Linked DNA regions of Pan troglodytes: regions 2 and 3 are each linked to region 1. Evidence: chromatin contacts called from public Hi-C data. All regions are on one chromosome and are shown on one strand. The core of a region is the stretch at or near the end of the contact, and the rest is flanking DNA. Distances in the headings are between cores, read along the strand shown. Region 1 has its middle 130 kb from the start of HES1. Region 2 has its middle 200 kb from the start of ATP13A4. Region 3 holds the start of HES1 (hes family bHLH transcription factor 1).

The links. A called contact is a pair of places that touch in the nucleus more often than the background predicts.
Region 2: a contact with region 1 is called in a Hi-C map of induced pluripotent stem cells, with 1.8 times the contacts expected there. The contact joins two enhancer-like sites. A contact is called at or near these places in 4 of 7 Hi-C or Micro-C datasets (blood, induced pluripotent stem cells and stem cell-derived neural progenitor cells).
Region 3: a Hi-C map of stem cell-derived neural progenitor cells shows a contact between it and region 1, with 3 times the contacts expected there. The contact joins the promoter of HES1 here to the enhancer-like site in region 1. A contact is called at or near these places in 2 of 7 Hi-C or Micro-C datasets (blood and stem cell-derived neural progenitor cells).

What each region holds. Positions count from the first base shown.
Region 1 is chr2:197,184,660-197,189,090 of NHGRI_mPanTro3-v2.0_pri, reverse strand. No RefSeq gene overlaps it. Among named protein-coding and RNA genes, the nearest start is that of HES1, 130 kb to the left of the region's middle. Within about 2 kb of position 1,745, at least 11 of the 24 cell types and tissues checked have an H3K27ac peak or open chromatin away from gene starts, as enhancers often do. A contact at or near this core is called in induced pluripotent stem cells and stem cell-derived neural progenitor cells, where this site is marked.
Region 2 is chr2:196,965,585-196,970,015 of NHGRI_mPanTro3-v2.0_pri, reverse strand. No RefSeq gene overlaps it. Among named protein-coding and RNA genes, the nearest start is that of ATP13A4, 200 kb to the right of the region's middle. Within about 2 kb of position 2,210, at least 6 of the 24 cell types and tissues checked have an H3K27ac peak or open chromatin away from gene starts, as enhancers often do. A contact at or near this core is called in induced pluripotent stem cells and stem cell-derived neural progenitor cells, where this site is marked.
Region 3 is chr2:197,317,778-197,322,208 of NHGRI_mPanTro3-v2.0_pri, reverse strand. HES1 (hes family bHLH transcription factor 1) reads right to left here and starts at 2,381. Exons shown (of 4, transcript XM_516956.7): 1 at 1,994-2,381; 2 at 1,769-1,864; 3 at 1,432-1,519; 4 at 1-797. The coding sequence starts at 2,101. The coding sequence ends at 247.

The DNA.
Region 1 (4,431 bases), core at 496-2,995:
CACATTCACATCGTAATAAATCAGCAATAGAGTGAGTGATTGTTCCTTGGTAAGAAATCAACTCTAAACTCAGTTGGAAACCTTTGCCAATATTACTTAACACATGACAATCTGGTGTGACTCATTTTTCTTGACATTATGCAAATAAAGGAAACAAGACTGAGTGGCCTTCTGTCCGGAGAGCAGGAAATGAAGGCTGTCTGGGGCCACATGTTTCCTGGGACATGTGGTGTCAGAAATGGGTACTAGAAGAACCAGGCCTTTGTTCATGTCTTTTATTTCTTATTTTTATTTTTTTTTAGATGGAGTCTCACTCTGTCGCCCAGGCTGAAGTGCAGTGGCACTGTCTCGGCTCATTGCGACCTCCGCCTCACTGGTTCAAGCAATTCTCCTGCCTCAGCCTCCCGAGTAGCTGGGATTATAGGCGCTCGCCACTACACCCAGCTAATTTTTGTATTTTTAGTAGAGACATGGTTTCACCATGTTAGCCAGGCTGGTCTAGAACTCCTGACTTCGTGATCCACCCGCCTCCGCCTCCCAAAGTGCCGGGATTACAGGCGTGAGCCACCGTGCCTGGCCGCCATTGTTCATTTCTATTTCATGAGTGATCGGCTCTTGTTGGCCATGGCTGGAGGAGTCAGCTCCCAAAATCCACACTCTCTAGGAGTGCTGAACCATAAATAATCTATCAGGACTCCTAGGTTCCTCTCTCTCTAGAGCTGCAACCAGAAGTTCCTTCCTTCCCGGCCCTGCTTCCCACTAAAGGAAACATTTGACTTTTGGGGATGAGATGTTTCAAGCCAGCCAATCCTTCTCACAGGAAGCAGAACCCCAGCCACCATGGAGCTTATCCTTGGGGCACAGAGAAACACTGACCTAATGCTGTAATCAAGTACTGGATTTTATTTTTAAATCTTTTTACCTCACAAGCTGACTTTATTCTGGCTAGAGGGCTCCTGAACCTCTGTAACCTCCCCAGGAGGTAATTTCCAGTGCTAATCTCGCTAACGAGGTGTCAGTTACGGAAATGGCCCACGCCCTGGTTTCTTCTAAGTGGACATTACAGTGTTTCTTCAGAGGGGCCTGTGCTGGGACACCTCGGAAATGGAAGAATTTATAGCAAGGATGTTATTTCTCACTAAGTGAGCAGAAGAGCCGGAAGATCTCTTTAGAGATCATTAGAAGGATGGGGAAACTGAGGCTCAGAGAAGGGCAGTGGTTGCCTGAGGCCACAGAGCTGAGTGGCAGCAGGGTTGGGTTAGAGACTGGACCTTGTGGCGGAGCTGGCCTGCTTTGGGCTGTTCCACACACCCCTGACATTCTAGATTGTTTCATGTTCCTGGAATCATCCTCAAACTCTACTCCCCAAAATTGTACCATAGATTAACTTCGGGCACCCCCCAAGTCAAAACTTCAACAGCTAAGGGACACGGATCATGCGGCCTGCTGAACACGCCATCAAGTGGGGCAAAGTCTTCTTTCTTTGTGATCAGGGTATGCACTCTCCCTTGGCCTCTGAATAAGCTGTACCCAGGGTTCCTCGATGACTCAGCTGCAGCAGGCTATCCACCACACATGTCCTTGGCCACCACGGCGGGAACCGGGCTCACCATCACTTACCACTTGAGATGTCAAACCACCCCCCTCCTAACCCAGCCCCCACTGCGGCCTCCCTGCCCTGCTCCAGCCTCGGTCTGTTGTGCAAGAGCCAGAGGGGACTTACGATCACGGAGCCACACGCCCAGGCCCAACCCAGGCCCAGGAGCTCCACCCTAGGGAAACGCCTAAGTCAGAACAGAGCACTCCTAACTCCCGGGGCAAGGAGGGGAGGCCAGGCAGCCAGAAGGAAACTCCTGAGCTTTTTACGGAATGCATAAGACAAAAGGTGAGGGTCTCCACGTAGGGAAAGAACGCATTATTATTTACGGCCTTGGTCTGGAGAGGAGAACATGCTGCTCTTTGCAGCCCGGCGTGTGATTCATTTCCCCCGGGAGCTGCAGGGCCGAGGCAGGGCGTGCGCTCCGGCAGCCTCCGGACAGCCGCGCACTCCCGCCCGCTCGTTTATTTATGGTGCTTTATCAGCGGCTGTGCACCGCGGCGATAAAGTTTATGAAAAGAGGCGGCGTCTCCGGCCGGCGGGCTGGGCCCGGCGCTCCTTTCCCACACTGATTAGGATCAGCCAGGGCTTTGGAAGCTGCAGTTAAGGATCTCGGGTGCCCGGAGCCTCGGCTCCCCCTTCCTGCCCCGCCCGCGGGCTGGCCGGCTGCTGGCCCGCGTGGGAGGCGAGGTCAGGGCTGCGGCCGCGGCCCTTCCCCTGGGAGCCGGAGGGAGGAGGGAGGAGGAGGAGAGAAGCCGCCCTGCGGGGGAGGGAGCTCCAAGGCCCCGGGAAGTGGGAAAGCCAGAGAAAAATACCGTCCAAATATAAATGGGCAAGTCCCCACGTTAAGAGATGAACGAGAATTTTTTATTTTTTGAGACAGAGTCTCGCTCTGTTGTCCGGCTTGGAGTGCAGTGGTGAGATCTTGGCTCACTGCAACCTCCGCCTCCGGGGTTCAAGGGATTCTCCAGCGTCAGCCTCCCGAGTAGCTGGGATTACAGGCGCCCACCACCACGCCTGGCTAATTTTTGTATTTTTAGTAGAGACAGGGTTTCACCATGTTGGTCAGGCTGGTCTCGAACTCCTGACCTCAGGTGATCCACCCAACTCGGCCTCCCAAAGTGCTGAGATTACAGGCGGAACAGGAATTTAATAGGAATTTTTCTCCTCTGAAGGCGGTGCACCGTCTCCTCTCCCCCATTTACTTTCCTACAGTCCTTTCTCCTTTCCTGTCATTTCACCTGCATTTACTGTGTCTTTGCATTAAGGCTTGATTCATTTTGTCCCTTTTCATAGCCATGTTTTGTTCAGTCCTTCAGAAGATAGAAATTGAACACCTGACTTGTGGACAGCACCTCTAAACACTGCAGAGAGAGATTCAGAGATGAATAGCCCTGGCCCTTAGGGTTCTTGCGGTCACAAGCACCTTCCAGTAAGAGCAGCCCATGGTTATGAGTAACAAGAGCAGACACTACGGCAGGCACTTGCTTTAGGGACATTGCCTTGTTTCATCCTCACGGTGACTTCAGGAGGACAGTGCCATCGTTACGCCGTTTAACATGGTAAAACTGAGGCCCAGAGAGGGGAGTGCCTTGCTTCAGATGACTCAGCAACGCAGTGGCTGAGCAAGGATTTGAACTCAGGCAGAATGGTGGCAGAGCCTGTTTGCCTAACTTCTAAATTTCCCTAACTGTCTAGAACAGAGGGTAGTAGGAGTGCAGCAGACAGGACAACTAACCCTGCCTGGAAAAGTCATGGTGGGCTTCCCAGAGGAGGCGTCCTTAGGCTGGGGCTTGAAGACGAGGTATTTACCAGACAAATAGTGGAGAAGAAGGCTGTCTTAAACAGAAAAAACTTCTTATGTGGTCCTGGGTTCTGAGGGCCCAGCTCTTCTCACCCTCCTTCTCGAGGAGTGGGGAACGGAAGTGCAGAGCCTTCGTGTTTTACCCTCCTTCTCCGAGGAGTGGGGGAACGGAAGTGCAGAGCCTTCGTGTTTTACCCTCCTTCTCCGAGGAGTGGGGGAACGGAAGTGCAGAGCCTTCGTGTTTTACCCTCCTTCTCCGAGGAGTGGGGAACGGAAGTGCAGAGCCTTTATGTTTTGTGACAGTGGAATCCCCTTCGCGGGCCACCTCCTCGATCTGAAAGGCTCTATCTGCAGCTACTGAATTCCCTTCAGCTCGTAAGTCTTAATAGCAATGTCATCCCCTTCTGAAAACTTTCCTGGACTGCTCCTTATCTTGCTGCCGGTGATTGAAAGCAATCCTTTCCTCTCTCTTCCCTCACACCTGCCTGTTTGCATTAAAGTTCTTGAGTTGGACTCCATCAGTCTTTATTTTTTATTTGTTTAATTTATTTTTTAGAAACAGGGTCTCACAATGTCACCCAGGCTGGAGTGCCGTGGCATGATAATGGCTTACTGCAGCCTCATCCTCCTGGCCTCAAGCAATCCTCCTGCCTCAGCCTGCCAAGTAACTAGGACTACAGGTGTGTGCCACCATGCCTGGCTAATTTATTTTATTTTTTTGAGACAGAGTCTTGCTCTGTAGCCCAGTCTGGAGCGCAATGGCGCCATCTCGGCTCACTGCAAGCTCCGCCTCCTGGGTTCAAGCGATTCTCCTGTCTCAGCCTCCAGAGTAGCTGGGATTACAGGCGTGTGCCAGCCACCATGCCCAGCTAATTTTTGTATTTTTAGTAGAGAGGGGGTTTCACCATGTTGGCCAGGCTGGTCTCGAACTCCTGACCTCAGGTGATCTGCCTTCCTCAGCCTCCCAAACTGTTGGGATTACAGGCGTGAGCCGCTGCACCTGGCCTCTGGCTAATTTAAAAAAATTTTT
Region 2 (4,431 bases), core at 961-3,460, 220 kb after region 1:
CCGGGGCAAGGCAGTCACAGTGTGTGCATGCCCACCCAGTCCACGCTGCTGCTGCTCACCCTTCTCAAGGGTAGTGATGCCCACGTGGCTTGTCCACCCAGAAAGCCATGGTGGTTTCCCCATGCCTGATGCCCAAACTTCTTCACTTGATATCCGTCACCATCCAAGGACTGCCTCCAGCCAACCAGCCTAATCAGCCAAACTGACCCTCTCATGATTGCTAGACAAGCCATGGCTCTCCTTCCTGTTTGCCTTCCCCCACCTAGAATGCCTTGCCCCACTTCTTCCACCTCCCCAGTCTCTGCACAGCAGAAGCACTCATCCTTCTAGGCATCGCTTTAATGCCACCACCTCCAGGAACTCCTCCCTGATTGCTCTCCCACCTATTCTCCAGGTGATTTTTCCCTCTGAGCTTACTTCATCTTTCCTTCTCTTGTAGGGCTTATTCTCTATATTAGAGCTAATTGTGGGTATGTTCTGTCTCCCTCTACCAAAATTTAAATCCCTTAAAACCAAGTTCTCTGTCCTCTATTCCCCAACAACTACCCCAGCACCTGGTACCTTTCCCAGCACCAGCAAGTGTTTGATGTTGAATAAGTAAACAAACAAACGCACTTCTACTTCCAAACACAAAAATCATCAGCAGAACGAACTGATGGATTCATTCTTCTCTCCCTGAGTGCTAAGTCTGCAAAATGCCACATCTGGAATACAGATAGAAGATCTAAGGGATGTCAGCAAGAGGAGATCACTGGAAAATGGGGAGTACAGAGATAACATCAATTGGTAATGTGAAATCATCTAATAAATGGATTGGTGATTAATCACCAATTAACCACAAGTCCCAGGACAGATTTTCGAAAGGTGCTCAGAGTTATTGGGCCTACCCAATAAAAAATTATAGTAATCATGACCTGATTTAATTTTTTAACACTGTTTTACACTACTCTCATGGGATATTCAGGCCAAATGCAACCTCAAAGGGAGGAGTTGGGAGTGGTGGTGTGATGGTGTTGAAAACACTCTAGTCTGGGAAACAGAAGATGTGGGCTCTCTCCTAAGCTCTGCAACCAATTTGGTATGTAGACTTGTCAGAATGATGACCCTTTCCTTCCCCTTCTAGCCTCCTGTAAATCACAGTGGAACTAGGTGCTCCCTCAGGTTAGAGAACGTGTCCGGTTTTTCCATCTGCCTTTGCAATGCTTTGGCTGTTTCCCACTGACTTCTAACAAAAGGCCCTCTGGGTCTACTTAAACACTGGCCAACTAACAGAAGCACATTGTTGGCCAAAGCAAGGTTGACTGGTGACAACTGTGAAATGGGAGCTCTGAGAAAGAGAGGGCTCCATCAACTCATGAGCCAGGGTCTGCCCTTCCGTTTTGATGTTACAGTCACTGGAGATCATTGAACAGGTTAATCAAAGCCAGTGGTCCTGGGTTGGAGTTCCTTGCTCTGCCATTTTGTCTTTTGGTGCCTCAGGGCTCCCACAGATAAACTGAGGCAACACCTTTCAGCCAGGCTCCTGGACTGCATATTTGCTAAGCTGGCCACAAACACTGCTTGGCCTTCCTCGGAACCCAGTGGTGGGAAGCAGCCCTCTGCAGTGCAAGGAAGAAAACCAGGGATGTCCCCCACCCTCTGCCACCCACTGCCCAGTGCAAATACAGTGCCCATCCCTCAGCAGCAAGTAATTAAATGTTCCCGGGGTGGCCTGTAAATTCTTCACTTCTCTCTTTGGGAGGTAGAAAGGAAAGGAATTCCTACTGAATATTTCTCTATTTTTCTATCTGTGGGTGAATGTGGGTTGAGAGACTGTGTATGTGTAAGCATGGCCCCTCAACCCTGTGCCTTACACAACTAGGTATTTACACACCAGATGATCCCTGCAGGGAAAGGCAAGTCCCCAGCTGCTGTGGAATTTTAAGAGATCTTTCTGGAATGCCCTTATGGGATGTCTGGTTCTAATTGCCTCCATCAGCCAGAGCTGGCGAGCTGGCAGGAGCAATGAGAGGTGAAATTGAACAGATTCCAGTTCACATCAGACCCCCAGCCCTGCCAGAGTCCCCCCAGGGCCAGAAAAGAGAACAAACGTGGCCAAGACGGTGGGTGTGGTGTGGTGGAAAGAACACTCTGCTGGAAGTTGGAAGGCCCAGCCTGCGGCCCAGCCCTGCTGCTAACGCCCTGCCTCTCTTTGGATCCCTCACTTTCCTTCTCGGGCCTCCAGTTTCTCATCTGCTGAATGAATAGTGAGGACTGGCGGATCTCCAAGGCCCCTTTCTAGTCTAAGATTCAGTGACAGAAATGTCAAGCTCTCATTGCGGAGGGGAGACATTTTCTTCTGAACTTTAAAATCAGGTGCTCTGCATTTTAGATCTTTAAGAAGAATGGGGAAGGGGCGATTTCATTTCTACCCATTATAACCGACCCTTGTCCCAGCCCCAGCCCCATTCCTTCTTCTTGCTGGCTGGGGTGGCTGGAGGTCTGAGCGCTGACCCCGCCACAGAGGCAACAAGATCCCATAGTTCCTTAGTGCCCCCTATAGGCCCCAAAAGCAGTCACACTGAAACGGGAGTGTCCGTGAAGCCACCTTCTCCCCAGCAACACAGGGCTTCTTCTGCTGCAGAGCCTCAGAGTTTAGAGGCAGGTGACACAAATGGGCCCCTAATTTGTGATGAATTTCTTCTCTTTTGAGCCTGTTGTTGTTTTAAGGCTCAGACTAAAACCATTTAACCAATAGCCCCAGCAGGCTGGGATTTGAACACCTCACAGAGGGTCACCAAATAGCAAATACTTCTAGTCCTGCACTTGCCCCCCCCAGCCCCTGCCAGGCCCCTCGCCCCACTAACCCCTGCCACTGATGCTTGCACATCTCCAGTGACTGGGAGCTCTTTTCTCTCCAAGTCCATCTGGATCAGTTAGGAATTCTGTTTAGCTGGTAGTAAGAGTCCTAATCGGAGTGACTTTGCCAAATTGAGAGTTTATTTGCCCATCTAAAAGACATCTGTAGATAGGCTGCAGCCTACAAAATGATCAGTCATTACCAGAGCACGAGCCTCGCATCAGCCCTGTAACCTCATGGGCTACTGCAGAGTCCTCCGCAGAGGAATACGGGGAACGCCAAAGGCCAACACAGCGCTCTGCCCACCAAGTCGGGCCCCTTGAAGATCCACGTCATGACTTGTGCTTGCGTCTCGTTGGCCATCCTTGCTGCAAGCAGGGCTGGAAATGTAGCCCCATCACCACTCCAAATAAAACTGGAATCCGATACTAAGGAAGAAAGGGGGAATGGACACTGGTCAGCAAGGAACAGGCTCTGCCACACCGCCCGTGTGCCTTGAGAGAAGTACCGAATGGGGTGGCAGCTGTGTAGTTGCCTCTTCCGGATGCTAACCTCCCTCTGTCTGCAGAGCTTGTGCGCTGCCTCACCTGGGTGTGCTCACCTCATCCAAGAGAACTCCTTGCCTCCTCACGCAGGACCAGAGCCTTGCCAAGTTGGTTGGGAGAGATAGTATCTGCCAGATCACTCTCGACTGCAGATGATGCCAGGGAGTAAAACCTCCAACTTCCCCAGAGCCAGGCCTCTCTGGTACTTTCCTGAGAGAGAACCACCCCGGCTCACTTACAATGACCCAAGCCCAACTCCAACATGCTCCCCAACCCCCACCTCCCCACCCACCTCCAGCGCTCTCCGCCAGGTCTAGAACCAGTGGATATCTCTTGCCAGCAGCCTCTGGCAGCTTTCTCCCAGTCTCCCCGCCCCGTGGGGGAGATCCTCATTCCACGTTTTAATGCACACTCACTCCACAGACAGTTCATTGCTTTCTCTCCATTTGTTCTGCTAGGAGCCAAAGCCACTCACCAGTTCAAAGGAAAAAAAAAACTTTTCAATGTTTACATTTGATATTTAAAATTGTAGATGTAAAACACAGACAAAACTGACTTGGTGTTCTTAGTTTGGCCCAGCTAACACCACAGCTAACTTCTTTTCCTTCCTTCCTTCCTTCCTTCCTTCCTTCCTTCCTTCCTTCCTTCCTTCCTTTCTTCTTTCTTTCTTTCTTTCTTTCTTTCTTTCTTTCTTTCTTTCTTTTTCTTTCTTTCTTTCTTTCTCTCTTTCTTTCTTTCCTTCTAGACGGAATCTCACTCTGTCACCCAGGCTGGAGTGCAGTGGCGCAATCTTGGCTCACTGCAACCTCCGCCTCCCAGGTTCAAGCGATTCTCCTGCCTCAGCCTCCCAAGTAGTTGGGATTACAGGCGTCCGCCACCATGCCCAGCTAATTTTTGTATTTTTAGTAGAGACAGGGTTTCACCATGTTGGCCAGGGTGGTCTCGATTTCTTGACCTCATGATCTGCCCGCCTCAGGCTCCCAAAGTGCTGGGATTACAGGATTTTTTTTTTTTTTTTTTTTTTTTGAAATGAAGTCTTGCTCTCTT
Region 3 (4,431 bases), core at 1,132-3,631, 130 kb before region 1:
GAGCTTTTATAATACAAAGGCGCAATCCAATATGAACATATAAAATATATACAAATATAGTGCATGGTCAGTCACTTAATACAGCTCTCTCTACAAAAAGTAACTTCTTAGAAATTAAAAAAAAACACAAAGTAACCACTTAATCAAAAAAGTCCTCTTCTCTCCCAGTATTCAAGTTCCTGTTTAGAGTCCGGAGGGAAGAGAGGTGGGTTGGGGAGTTTAGGAGGAGGGGTGGCCTGAGCCCCCTCAGTTCCGCCACGGCCTCCACATGGAGTCCGCCGTAAGCGAGGGGCCGCTGGAAGGTGACACTGCGTTGGGGCCCACGGAGGTGCCGCTGTTGCTGGTGTAGACGGGGATGACAGGGCCGCTGTGCGCGAAGGCCCCGTTGGGAATGAGGAAAGCAAACTGGCCATCGGGAGCCGGTACCACCTGGAAGCCTCCAAACACCTTAGCCGCCTCTCCAGCCTGGCTGCCCAGCTTGCAGGGTGCGCCGCCGGGAGGGGGCGCCGCGCCCCCGGGGATGGGCACGAGAGGCGGCGGCGGCGCGAACGGCGCGTGCTGGGGGCCGCCGGGTCCCGGTGGGGGCGGTGGCGGCGCCTGCAAGGCGGGGTGCGGCTGCCCGGGGTAGGTCATGGCATTGATCTGGGTCATACAGTTGGCCAGGTGGCCGAGCAGCCGAGTGCGCACCTCGGTATTAACGCCCTCGCACGTGGACAGGAAGCGGGTCACCTCGTTCATGCACTCGCTGAAGCCGGCTCGGTACTTCCCCAGCACACTTGGGTCTGTGCTCAGCGCAGCTGCGGGCCAGAAAGAGGCAGACGGGTCACCGAACGGCCCTGGCCCCGTGGCCACTGCCTCCGCCCTGGGAGGTCCCTGTGGCGCGCCTCCCTGACCATGCGCCCGTGAAACTGCCTCCGGCAGGGAGGGTGAGATGGGTTTAGAAAAAACCAGCCACTTCTCCACACTAGCGTTGCTGCCAAAAGCCGAGCCACTCCTTCCCGATTCCCTGTAGCTGCATTTAAACCTATCTCAGCCCCAGATCTGTCACCCCCACCCCCGCGCGCGATGTGACCTTGGACAATGCCTCCCAATCCATCATCCAAGCCTCATTTCCCCTTCTGCAACGGGAAGGAGTGCTAAACCAGTGACCCCCAGGCTCCACGCAGTTCCAAACCGCCACAGTCGTAAGTCCTTTCGCCCCTACCCGCCGCCCGCCACCCTCGCGGCTGCAACCTCTTTCCCTCCCTTTCCGGAACAGTAACAACTTGGAGTTGTGGCTATAAATAAGCCCCAGACCGTGGGAACGCGAGAGTGAGCCAAGGCAGTAAAATGTAGCTGAATGCCTCTCACAACCACGGGCGGAAGTCTGGAAGAAATCACCGCGAGGCGAGCGGGACGCCCGCACAGGGGGACGCGGCGAGCCGCCCTCACCCGTCATCTGCGCCCGCTGCAGGTTCCGGAGGTGCTTCACTGTCATTTCCAGAATGTCCGCCTTCTCCAGCTTGGAATGCCGCGAGCTCTGCATAGGAGGAGGCAAGAAAGGAAAGTGAGCCCCGTGTCAGCTGCTTCAGAGTGCTGGGGGTCCCTCCTCCCGGCCACGGAGCGCAAGCATTATCTCTGGACCCCAGCGAATAAGGCCGGGCCCTCCCGCCTGGGAGAACGCAGTACCAGCGAGTGCCAGACCCCGCAGGGCGGGGGGTTTCACTCTTAGTAGCTGAGAAAGTGTTTGTTTTTTAATTAAAAGAGCGAGCAGCATTTCCCCACTTACATCTTTCTTCAGAGCATCCAAAATCAGTGTTTTCAGCTGGCTCAGACTTTCATTTATTCTTGCTCTTCGTCTTTTCTCCATAATAGGCTTTGATGACTGCAAATAAAAAAAAAGAGTTCTGTGTTCCCATGGAATCTGCCATCCCGGGGTTTCAAGACAGAAAGAAGCCCCCCAACCCCTACTTAATTTTGAGGGGCTGCAAAGAGATACAGGTACCGCCCTTACCTTTCTGTGCTCAGATGCTGTCTTTGGTTTATCCGGTGTCGTGTTGACACTGGCTGGGGTAGCAGCCACCGGGGACGAGGAATTTTTCTCCATTATATCAGCTGGCATTTTCCTTTTTTTTTTTTTTTTAATCTCTAGAGAATTTTATTTTTGGAGTTCTTCACGAAAAAGAATTTTTTGTTTGTGTCTCTTTTACTTGAGACTTTCACAAAACTACTGAGCAAGTGCTGAGGGTTTATTATATTTTGTGGCTACTTGGTGATCAGTAGCGCTGTTCCAGGACCAAGGAGAGAGGTAGACGGGGGATTCCGCTGTTATCAGCACCAGCTCCGGATCCTGTGTGATCCCTAGGCCCTGGCGGCCTCTATATATATCTGGGACTGCACGCGAACGGCTCGTGTGAAACTTCCCAAACTTTCTTTCCCACAGTAACTTTCAGCCAATGGGAGGAGGAGACACGCGGCACCGCTCGTGGACCGCGCCCCCCCATTGGCCGCCAGGCACAAGGTCTGGCGGCCAATGGCGCGCGCCTGAGCCCAGGGCACCGGAGGCTACAACGTCAATCAAAAGGATTTTAACCCTTTGCTACTCTCCCTCTGGGCTTTGGTTTAGAGATTTTTTTTTTCTTTCCGCTTTGGTTTTGATCTTGTCTATTTCTTTTGGAGCCAGGGTCTTTGCTCTTTATGCCCTCTCTCATATGTAACAGAGCTGCTTTGACTGTAGTAAGTTCATTTGAAACATATTTTTTTAAAGGTATAAACAATAAAGAAAAAAACAGCAGTGGTTAAAAGGGGGCGGGGGGGGGGGACGCGTGTAAGAGTGTGAGTTACCGACACATCTAAAGTTCCCGCTCAGACTTTACATTCAGGAGGGTGAAAGTGGATGGTAAAGGAAAAGGGCCAAAAAAATTTTACTGTTTCCATGCAGAAAAAGGAAAAATTGCCTTCTACCTTACAAATACAGGTTTTTCGGAGCAAGGTAGTTCTTGAATCCCTTCCCCACCCCACCCCCACCCCGTCTTTCCGAAATTCCTCTTCTGGATTTGGGGCCTTAGACCCCGGGCTTCCCCAGGAAACAATCAGAATAATTTGCAACTGGGTGGAAGGAAACGGTATTTCAAATGAAAAAATGAGCAAGGGGGGCTCCGAGGGCAATGCCTCAGGGACTCGCGCCCTCCTTCACCACCCTTTCCCTTTTCATCCGTAGGCTTTAGGTTCTGCGGCGCGTTGAGGTGGCGGGCAAGGAAGCAGCCTCTCCCTCCTCGCCCCGCGGGCGGCCTCGGCCCCCGGCGCCCGCGGGCCCTTTAAGAGCTACACCAGCCGAGCTGCAGTTTGACATCAGCCGGCCGGCGTGGGCGCGCCTGGAGCCGGAGCACGTGCCAGGATGTTTTATTGCCGCCGCGGCTGCGGCCGGGCCGGGAGGATGTGTGTGTGTGTGCGTGTGTGAGTGAGTGTGTGTGCGCGCGCCCCGGGGGCAGGGAGGCGGGGGGCGGCGACGGGCGGCGGAGAGCGGGGGCCGGTTCCTGGTCCCCGGGAGAAGCCAAGAAGGTAAATAGCAGCTGCTGTGCTCGAGCCTGGGAAAACCCCGCCCCCTGCGCCTGGCCCGGGCTCATTGGCGCGCGCTGCGTGTGGGGTGTGTGTGTGTGTGTCCGGGGCCCCCTCCTCCGGCCCCGCCGGGCCAGGAATCCGAGGGGGCGGCGGGCTGGGAGCCGAGCCCCGGCGCTTACCCTCTCTCCCCACCCCCGCCTCCCCAGGCCAAGGTCAGCTCTTCCGGGCGGGGAGCGCACACCCGGGGTGGAGAGTGGGGAATTCTTCCAACCCCCGCCTCCCCACCCTCACTTTCGGGCTTGGGGTTTTCACTCGGCCGAAAGCCGCATTCGCAACAGCCCGGGGGCGAGGTGGGGGCCTCCAAGTTTGCTCCTCGCCCCCGCCCTCCCGCCGCGGGGCCCTGGGCGCCCGCCGCGGTCACGGGATGCCTGACCGCACTTAGGAAGCGGCCGGGTCAGCCTCCTGCCTCCGCTCGGCGACTGCGGTTAAAGCGGCTTCGCGCCGCCCGCCCCTTCCCCGGGTCCCGGGCGGCCGGGCCGCTCCCCCTCACTACGCCCGGGAGGCCGCCGGCGGGCGGCCGGGAGGAGGCGGGCGGCGCGGGCGGCTGCGTGCTGCCTGCTGGCCGGGCCGCGCGCCGGGAGGAGTCGCCGCCGCCGCCGCCGGGTGCCACGTGGCGGGCGCCGGGCCGGGAGCGCCAGGGCTCTGGCGGCGGCCTCCCTGGGGGATTTGCCGAGCCGGGCGGGCGGCGCGCACTGCCTGGGCCGGCCGGCCGCCTCCTCCGCCTCCCTCCCGCCTGCCCGGGTCGCCGGCCCCCGTGCCCCCACCGCCCCTCCGCCCTTCCCGCCGCCTGGGAGCTCGGCTCGCGGCTCCGGGCAGCCCGGGAGCCCAGCG